3 separate regions of the Mus musculus genome follow, and regions 1 and 2 are each linked to region 3. The links are chromatin contacts, called in public Hi-C and promoter capture Hi-C maps. All regions are on one chromosome and are shown on one strand. The core of a region is the stretch at or near the end of the contact, and the rest is flanking DNA. Distances in the headings are between cores, read along the strand shown. Region 1 has its middle 84 kb from the start of Reg3g. Region 2 has its middle 80 kb from the start of Mir7232. Region 3 holds the start of Lrrtm4 (leucine rich repeat transmembrane neuronal 4).

Region 1 (3,201 bases), core at 191-2,690, 1.5 Mb after region 3:
GCTTCCAATATCCCAAAAATAGCATCATCAGCTGGAAAACTCACATGAAAAACATGGGAAACACAGATTCCTAGGGATAGTTCAGACTCAAACTCACAGTATAAGAGTTACTGTACAAAACAGTAAACCCTTCTGTTTAAAACATACAGAAACATTTCAAAAGTGATTCAAATGACATAGTTCTATCCAAATGAGATAAAGGGAGACCCAAGGTCTTTTTATTAGTAAAGGAAACTTACAAAGAACTCAGTAAGTGTGAAGAACCGAAGACTTAAAAGCAATAGGGAAGATAAGCATCCAAACTTCAGAAGGATGCAACTCTAGAGGAATCCCTTGCATTGGGTGTCCAGCATACACCTGAGAGAGTTCAAAGTACAATCCTATGGATCCCTAGGAAGCATGGAGGAAAATAAACCACTGCCTAGGTGAGCTACCAAGTCATATTTTTGTGAAGCAAAAACTGTTTTAGGGATTTTATTTTTTAAGAGGACAGTAACTTACACTTTAAGTGAGCTAATGTTTAAAGAGTAAGAACAAGTGGTATGGGGGCTGGTAATCACACTTAACAACAATGCAGACGCACAGCCACTGTTGGATAGAAACACAATCCAGATGAGAAGAGGTTTGGGGCTGACATCAGGAAGCACATTGAGGAAGAATGGCGAGAAACACTAAAAGTCTTATGGTTTAACATTTTCTCTATACAGGAGCTGGAGATGGGATTTAATGGTTAAAAGGGCTACCTCTTCTTTCAGAGAGCCAAGGTATAGTAAATAACCTAGCATTCGCACAGTGGCTCACAAAACTCTTTGTAATTCCAATTGCAAGTATATCTAATAAACTCCATGGGCTCTGGCATGCATGTGTTTTGCATAAAGTCATTCAGGCATGCACACACAAGGTCATATTAGTTAATTCAAGAAAAAATTCTCTATGAAATTCTATCTTAAACAATTCCGTGCATTTTTCAACCTTTGGAAGGTAGGGATTATTTTTGCATAATTGGTATTAACAATAAACCAATTAATTTAGGTGCACGATAGAAAAAATGTGCAGGCACAGTTCATTCTAGGATGAAACTCACATTGTTAAAACAGTAGCTCTTACAAATTATTTTCCTCAGAATGAAACTATTCATACATAAAACACAGCTATGAAGTACATCTCCTATGCCTAAGTTGGACTTTTTTTTGTTTAATTGGATAATAGCAGGCATCATAACATATGAGTAAGCTGCATATTAATTGGAAGAATCAGCTAAAAGTCACAGGCACACACTCAAAAGTTGAGAAACAGGAGCCAGCGACAGACGTGAGCTAAAGATAGTTCTTGTACTTTTGTCCCTGTTGTGCATGTGCTCTGTTCCCATGGCCTCTCCACAGAAACTAGACAGGGAACTCTGCCATAGACAGCACAAAGAACCACATGCAGGTAGAGCCTTTCAGGATGATCGGTTCTGGTCACTGGGGAGCCAGGCACAGCCCCTCCCCTCCAATTGTTATCAACTCGGATGAAATACTGTGAATCTGGAAAGTTCGTGGTTGAAGGAGTAGAAGTGGCATAAGACATGACCTTGTGGGCCAGAAAGGAGTATAAAGGGCCTGCTTCCCACCCATCAAGAGTTCAGGAGGATGCGGTCATTATGATCTCATGCAGTCTAAGCAGACTATAAATATCAGAGGAAAGGCAGCTGCCGAGTGCTAACACTACTGCTTCCTTTCCGAATTTTGTTTGTGTATGGTCTTCTCTGTCTTTCTCTTTTTGAGACGGGGCCTCATGTAGCCCCATTGGTCTCCAACTTGTTGTTAAACTGCCGATTATAGACATCACTCACGATCCCCACATTGTACAGCCTTTCACTCTCTGCTTTTACTTGCTTGGGTCTTGGGTCTTTAAATAAGCGAGTGACAAAACCTCTGAAGTTACCTCTTCCTCATCTTAGCTACTCATGCCAGTTTTGTGAGCAAATACTGGACAAGACACAACTTAAGGGAGGGGAGGCTTATTTTGGGTTGGAATTTAAAGTTATATGGTTCATCACATTATATAACCCGTCATCGACCAATTGCATCGGAGTAGCAGGCAAAAAAAGACTCAGCTTCAAATGAAAGTCAGATTCAAGAATTCAGTCCCCTGTGACCCTCCTCCACCTGTCAAGTCTCAGCAACAAGGTTTCAGAAGTTTCCCCAACAGCAGAGCCAGCCTGGGAACAAGTGTTCAAGGCAGGCTCGGGGTCATTGCACATTCAAATGTTAGCACAGAGCAAATGGAGGTGGAGTGGGTGGAGAATGTCAGCCTGGCGCTGATGAGGGCACAGTGTGTGCCTGCAGCTGGGAGACAATTTCTCTGCACCTGGGTTCACTGTCACCGCATGCAGCTTTGTGGGGACCATGCTCTGCAGGTGTTCCACAATTTCCTGAAGGCAGCAAGCATGTCTCTGCAGTACCTGAGAGCAAAATAAATCCTCCCAATTAAAGAGCTCCGTGGGAAGAGTAGCGCAAGTACTACCTCAGAATCCTAATTGTTCTTTATTAAAAAGGAGACACTTCTTGTGCCATGCGCAATGCTCCGACATACTTTATGAGCGCCTTCTGCCTCTCAGATGCTGGGGTTCCTTAAAGCAGAAGCAGCTTGTGCGTGATGAGGCCGGATGCTCCTGGCAAATCCCGCTTCAGAACACCAACATGAGAATCTCCATGAGAGCATGCCAGCTATGAACCCTGGTGTCTAAGGACACATTAAGGCAGCTGTCTGTTCAGAAGGCAAGCAATAAAGTATCCTATAAATGCACCAGCTCAATTTGCAATTAAAATGATTTAGTGCCTTCATTGTTTTTTAAGTTCTCCCAAGTTTGCTGATGACAAAAATTACGTGGGGAAGCTTTCAAGGTTTTAAATCTGCTAATTAATCTCTGCACCCTTACAATAACCCCAAGCAATAAAAGGAACAATGGGAAGAGCTGGCTTTATGTCTGGGTGGATTAGCCCATGGGGGTTGGTCTCTCCCAGCCTTGCTGACTTGTGCTTTAAAGTGGGTCAAATCCTCAGCTGGCCTGAGTGTGGTGAGCAGTGGTACACATCAGGATTGCTTCTGCTGCTACTTTTTCTTCTGCCGCTGCTGCCATTGCTGTGAAGCCTGCTGAGAAGTCTGCTGCTTGCCAAACCTCTGCATTTCAAAGTGCAAGGGATGAGGGTGGGGGGG
Region 2 (3,243 bases), core at 142-2,641, 1.8 Mb before region 3:
ACTTCTCTGCTCTGTAAGAACTTTCTCATTTTGCTGAATCCATTTCTAGACCTGTTTAACTCCACTGCACTTGGAAATGGCAGGCAGCAGTTTTTTTTTCTTTTTTTTTCTTTTTCCATGGGAGCTGAAGCCTGGTAATAAAGAAATCAGTAGCATCGCGCTTCAGTTCTTGCCTGCTTCTTTAAAACAACTCAGACCTCCAGCCTGGTTCCGACAATATAGCGGTCTGTCCCAGATGCTCAGTGGCAGAGCCGGCCACAGACTCTAACAAGACTTCTTTGTGAGCAGCATCAAGAAGCACTGGATGAAGTCCCATCCAGGGTTAGAACCTGGAAGATTTTTGAAATAGATAAATTCAAATAACGAGATACCCCTGGTACCTGTCGTTCAGCCCTACCCTTTCTAATATGTGCTGCAATTCCGAGCTGGGGCACACAGTAATGGGTATGCCATTGCTTCTAATGTGCTGGACCTATGGGTGGATGCTAATCCTGCTGCAGGACTGGAGTCTTCCAAACACTCTACCATGTCCTAAGGCTCTGGTCACAGGCTGAGATGTATGTTAGTTACTCTTCTCATCGCTGTGACAAAATACCTACAGAAGTGACCTCAGCCAGGAAGGATTTGTTTTGGTTCCTGGTTCAGGGTACAGTCTATCATGTGGGGAAGCATCACGGTGGGTGAGAATGCCAAGGTACAAGACCACACTACATTTGCCGTCAGCAAGCAGGTGGTGAATGCTGGTGTCTTTTTATGCAGTCAGGGATCTGAGCTCATGCGATGGTGTTGTCTGAATGTAGTGCGGGTCTTCCTACCTCAGTTAACATAATCTAGAAAATTCCCGCCACGGACCTGTCCAGTGTTTTCTTCTAGGTGATTCTAGATCCTGTGTAGTTGGCAATCAGTATTAAGTAGCTCAAGCAAGCTTCTGCTTTCAGAATGGAACAATGGCCAATTTAGGCACCATATATTTTGTCTGCAGGCACATGTACCAAATTTCCATGTAGCCAGCCTCATCCAAAATCAGTTATCTCTGGAGGTGTCAGTTCTTGATGCCCAGGCTGCATGAAGCCTTCTTTGAGGAGGCCTGACATGCCACAGTGAAACATGCAGATCACTGAAGCTTGTCCCAGCCACCCAGGGGACATGGGTCTGGTTCACTGGAACGGCTTATCTTTTACCTGTCACCGTAAACCCAGCTGGGTCCTTAGATCCTGGCTTCTAAAGAGCCGTGGAGCAAAGGACAGAGAAGCAGCCCAAAATGCTCTCTGGCGCAAGCCCTTTGCAGTTTGCCAGGAGCAGCAGGCTGACAAGCACACACAGTGACATTGTCCTGAGCATCAGGACTCTGGTCTTGGCAAAGCAGTCAGTGAGGAACGCAAAGGTGAGCTGGTCTCAGAGGCGTGAGACTGTCTCAGCCTCTTAGGCACTTTGCCCAGACATTCCGACTGTGCCATGTTAGCACCTGGCAACCAAGTCCCTAAAGATGATTCAAATGATGTCTGCTTTGTTTTTTGCTTGTGGATCTTTTTTTTTAAATACATATATATATATATATATATATATATATATATATCACATTTGCTATTGGCTGCAGAGCTAAGCCAAGGACTCCTGTTGTAAGAGGAGCACCCTGTGCCTCTCTCGCCTTGGCAGCACACATGTTCCCATTCATCTCATGCTTTTGGGTGATGAACATTTGTTCAGAGGTGGCACACAATATTGATCCCACGCCTGTTCCTACTGGCATCTTGATAGCAGCCGGAGCTCTGCCTTCCCATTGCCAGTCCCCTTGGGAAAGTGTGCAGTGACTTGTTTGTAGTCAGCTTCTGCACATTATCCTAGTACATTCACCTCCCGAAGTCAAGGAGGCCAAAAGGACAGCTCGTCCGAGGATTTCAGCAGTCTGTATGGGACAAAACATATTTATCAAGTACTTACGGTTTGCCAGGAAATGCTACTTGCAAGTGGGTGATGAGTTGGCCAAGACAGAGGCTGAGGGAGAGCTGTCCAGCAGAGGGAGAATTAGCAGGACAGAGGCTGAGAGAGAGCTGTCCAGCAGAAGAAAGCTGCCCAGGAGAGTTTGCAGGACAGGGAGTTTGGTGATGCTCCTTAAGGCCAGAACGGAGAGAGCTGCAGGACAGTGGGCCAACATGAGGCTGGAGAGATATGATCTTGCAGACCCTATTAAGGATTTGGAACACTTTTGTAAATATAGTAGAATTCAAAGATGACATATATATATATATATATATATATATATATATATATATATATATATATATATATTATTGACAATATGGCTTTTCTTTTATTTTCACATTGTGTGTGTGTGTGTGTGTGTGTGTGTGTGTGTGTGTGTGTGTGCACATGCACAGCAGCATACCTTGCAGGAGGTCCCGGGAATTGAATTTAAGTCATCAGATTTGGTTGCTAGTGCCTTTACCCACTGAGCCACCTTGCTGGCCCTAACAGTATGTTCCTACTACAATGAAATTTGTGTTTGCTTAGAAAATGGTTGTTACAATGTTAGTAAATGACTGTTGCAATGCTATTTTAAGACACAATTACTTCTCCTGTAAGTCAATGACACAATTCTGGGGAAGTTGTTTTTCCATTTATATAAGAAATACTGTGACCTACCTCAATGTACTTTGGATTTAACAACCTGGGGTTTTCTTTGCCTTTCCTAGAAGGGCCAACAGGGTGTAGTTTTGATTTAAGAAGCTGACGTTCCCTTTGCCTTTTCTAGAAGGGCCCAGAGAGGATAGCAGAAGAGAGCTAAACTGGCCTGCTTAACAAATGAGGGTGTTTATCTAGAAGTGCCTCTGCTGGGTGGTGGCTGTACTCACACTCGGCTTCACGGATGCCAATAAATCACCTTCCAAAGTGCTTGTTCAAACCCGCTGTCCCGCCTGCAGTGTTTAAGCTGTTGGTCCATATTCTCACTGATGCCTGGAGTCACCAACAGAAACTCCCATCAGTCTGACATGTGGATGTACTATTGTCATTTGTACTTGTCCCGTGACTGAGAAGAGCAAAAGCTGATTCATAGGTTTAACAGCCATTCTTATTTCCTCATGTATAATTTAAAAATTAGTTAGTTATCATCTGTCTGTTTCTGTGTCTGTGTGAGTCTAATCTCACATGTATGTGCCAGTACGTGGTTCTGTGTGATTGTGGAGTCTAGAGGCTGGTCCTTCTCTAGCACCCTCTGCCTCTGGGGCAGGGTCTCTCTTTCGG
Region 3 (3,321 bases), core at 124-2,623:
TTGAAAAAAACAAAACTGGCAAATGACTACTGGAAATTTGGAAGCTGTATTCAGGATGCAGTTTCCAAGATCAAACAAGCCTCCGGTGCCACCTCTGATAAAGTAGGGACCCCACCCCTGCACCCACATAGCCAAGTGTTAACAATCTTCTTGACGGCAACCCGAACCCAAGCGTGGCTCAGATTATCAGGAAATAGAAGCAAACACGGTATTTATTTCATACCCTGTTCTCAAGCTGTGGATACGCAGACGCTAGAGACAGTCTTAAAGCTATCCCTCCAGCGTGTGTTTAAGTCCGCGCTATGCATTTATAGATTAAAAAGAGAGAGAGAGAGAGAGAGAGAGAGAGAGAGAAAAGAAAAATAAAACACTGCCAAAAGAAAAGGATCTAAAAATATAATAGCAACTATAGTGAGACAACGGGTAAAGTAGAGGTTGCCGCTTTGTGCCTGTTTCCTGGTCTTTTAGCAGCTAATGCCCAGCTGAGGATGCGGGGGGTTAGGATCAGCTTTGCTGAGAAGAAAACAACAAAAGTTCGCTTACCCATCCTTTGTCATCCAAAAACCGTCTGCCCCCCTCTCTCAGCTTTCTTCTTATTTGGTCTCTCCTGTAGAAATCACCACCACCTTCATGACACAGTGCAGCTGTCATTCAAACCATTCTGAGCCCGCATGTGAGCCCGTAGCCCCATGTAAACTTCCCCGGAGAGGACAGGCAGACACACACACACAAATAATATAGATATACGTATACTTAAAAAAAAAATCAGCACGGGGTGGGATGAAGGGGCAGGGAAAAGGAAGCCGCGGGGGGGGGGGGGTGCCGGAGGGGGAGGGCCTCTAGGCTCTGAGGACCATTGTATAATTCACTAGGGGCACATTAGCAGTAAATTGGCAATCTGTGAAAAGAGCTACAGCTCATCTCGGAGGTAACCAACTTCTCTGTGGGAAAAAAAAGAGGGAGAGAGAGAGAGACAGGGAGAGAGAGAGAGAGAGGAGAAGGGATTAAAAAAGAAAAAAAAAAAAAAAAGAAAAAGAAAAGGAAAGGAAAATCCTCAGAGTACCTGGCATTCCTTATTGTGCGGGCTTTTGCCATTCCCAGATAAAGCAATTCATCCTCAGGATTTTTCAGCTGTTGAAGCAAGCAGGCCGCCTGTGCTGTACGAGACCCCAGTTTAAAAGCTATGCAGGCTAGGTTTATCCATTTAGCTGGTCAGGTTGAAAGTGTTTTGTAGCTGTGCTGAGAGGCAGCCCTTGTCTAATTCAGAAGGCTTTCCAGAGACTGATGGTGCTCAGAGCTGGTTGGTGCTAATGCTCGAGTTTGTGATACACTGAGTGCCCTCCGCTGGAGAAAACAGATTGCACATTAAAGACAGGAACAAGTGAGCTTGTCAGGGCTGTGCAGCCTTCCCTGCTCAGAAAGGGAAATTAAAGGCACAGGATCACCCCCCCCCCAACCCCCCGCCGCTCCAGTAGTATAAATTATAAAAGGTTTATGGTGGGGTTTATGCTTCACAGCTGCAGCAGCTGTTAGCAACTTCCTAGGTCTCTCTCCCTCCAAATGTCTGTGATCCGTAGGTTTGGAAAGTTGGTTTTTGGTTTAAAATGCTTTTCAGGGTGCCACGAGTGATATGTCCTCATTTTTAATGGCAGGAATAATTTTTTTATTGTATTTATGATTGTTTTTGGTTTGTCTATATTTTCGTTTTCAAAAAACAACCACGTAAGGATGCCATCCCATTCGAGAGAGAGCACACTATGCTTTTAAAGATAGTTCATCATGAAAATTTTAAGTCTGATCATCCATTCTCAGCCTTTGTCAATAACACCTATTCTGCCTATTACTCTGTACATTTATCAAGTGATTTATAATATGACTTTGTAAAAGTTTATATATTTAACTTAAGTGCTTTTGGGTTACCAAGTGTCTGGGTAATGGAGATCTGATGTCAGACAATAACTGAACTAAAGCTTGTCAATATTATTGCAGTTGTTTCTCTTAACACTCATTCACTTTTCCAATGAACTTTTTCTTGTGCAAATAATCTGTTCTGTTGTGCCTACCACCCTGAAAGAAACAAGAGCATTCTCCTATATTATCCTGGCCCTTTTCTAAAATTTGCAGACTATCCTGAAATTAGTACTGATGAAATTAAAAAAAAAATCTGAAATGAGTGATTTTCAAAAATTTATATTTCTCACTGAATTTGTATCAGACACCTACACATTTTATGTGCATAAGTATTTGGCTTGCATGTATGTCTGTTTACCATGTGTGTGCTTGGTGCCTACAGAAGCCAGAAGACAGCATGAGATCCAGTGGAAGTGAAGTCATGGGCAGTCTCTGCATAGCATCTGGGAGTAGAGACTGGGTCCTCTGCAAGAGGAGCATATGACCTTAACCACTGAGCTGTCTCTCTGGTCCCATACCTCCATTGTTGTGTTCCCTAGTTTTAGCTATTTTATAATTACTCTGACAGATAATCATTTAAGAATACCTAGAGTAACCCAAAACATAAACGCAGCAGTGCAAAGACTGCTACTTAGTCACAGGCCCCATTCAGCCGCTTTGAAAACATCAAAAGAGTTTTACAGAAACTTCTATGGCTGGAGTCAATCCTCACAAATGGATAATTTTTAGTAATGCTTTGGTTTTAGTTTATCTGATCAGATATTATTTGTTGAAATGGAAGGAAAAGACGATGAACACTCGTAATTTCCCTCAGCTTTATGAGCAAAAGGTCACAGATGCTGGTCTAGTCACTAACATTTCTCAAAGAACAAAAAAGGGATCACCGGTTCCCTACATCCATCCCCCCCATTGACTGATGCCTGAGCTGCTACTTTAGAGATGTGTGTTTTTGGCTTAAGACTTACTATTTATTAAAATGCAAATTCATACCACAAGTGGCAATGTAATTGTGGGTACTGAAATGAAATAAATCAATCAATGAAAATGATACATATACAGTCTCTTCAAATTATTGTATTTCACATAGAGACACAAACCCCACCCAAATATTCAGCGATAGAAGGTGGATAAGGGGAAATTGTTGATTCAGAAAAGAAAAAAGTAAAATTAAAAGAATATTTTTTGATTGGCTGGCCAGATATTATATATAGTGTAGGTCAGGTAGGATCAAAGAAGCCAGGAACTAGAAGAAAATGAAAAGCAGTAGGGTTTCTTTCCAGGAATATTTTATTTGTGTATGTGGGGGGGGAAGAGGGGGTGGGAATGAAATGTTCAGAGCAGATTTTAAGTGGAAGATGGAACTAGGGTGTATTTGATTTCATCTGCTCTGATATTTTGTCTGTATTTTCT

The links. Promoter capture Hi-C pulls out the DNA fragments that hold promoters and counts their contacts. A called contact is a pair of places that touch in the nucleus more often than the background predicts.
Region 1: a contact with region 3 is called in a promoter capture Hi-C map of hippocampal neurons, with 12 times the contacts expected there. The contact joins the enhancer-like site here to the promoter of Lrrtm4 in region 3. A contact is called at or near these places in 3 of 39 promoter capture datasets (the 3T3-L1 cell line, hippocampal neurons and neural stem cells) and 5 of 484 Hi-C or Micro-C datasets (cortical neurons, forebrain and ventral hippocampal neurons).
Region 2: a Hi-C map of forebrain shows a contact between it and region 3, with 6 times the contacts expected there. The contact joins the enhancer-like site here to the promoter of Lrrtm4 in region 3. A contact is called at or near these places in 5 of 39 promoter capture datasets (hippocampal neurons, liver and maxillary cranial neural crest), 6 of 484 Hi-C or Micro-C datasets (cerebral cortex, cortical neurons, forebrain and 1 more) and 1 of 115 datasets of contacts at active chromatin or transcription factors (forebrain).

What each region holds. Positions count from the first base shown.
Region 1 is chr6:78,551,675-78,554,875 of GRCm38.p6, reverse strand. No RefSeq gene overlaps it. Among named protein-coding and RNA genes, the nearest start is that of Reg3g, 84 kb to the right of the region's middle. Within about 2 kb of position 1,440, at least 15 of the 459 cell types and tissues checked have an H3K27ac peak or open chromatin away from gene starts, as enhancers often do. A contact at or near this core is called in hippocampal neurons, where this site is marked.
Region 2 is chr6:81,814,234-81,817,476 of GRCm38.p6, reverse strand. No RefSeq gene overlaps it. Among named protein-coding and RNA genes, the nearest start is that of Mir7232, 80 kb to the left of the region's middle. Within about 2 kb of position 1,391, at least 12 of the 459 cell types and tissues checked have an H3K27ac peak or open chromatin away from gene starts, as enhancers often do. A contact at or near this core is called in cortical neurons, forebrain and ventral hippocampal neurons, where this site is marked.
Region 3 is chr6:80,016,929-80,020,249 of GRCm38.p6, reverse strand. It overlaps Lrrtm4 (leucine rich repeat transmembrane neuronal 4), which reads right to left and starts at 1,373. Exons shown (of 3, transcript NM_001134743.1): 1 at 1,064-1,373. The coding sequence starts at 1,070.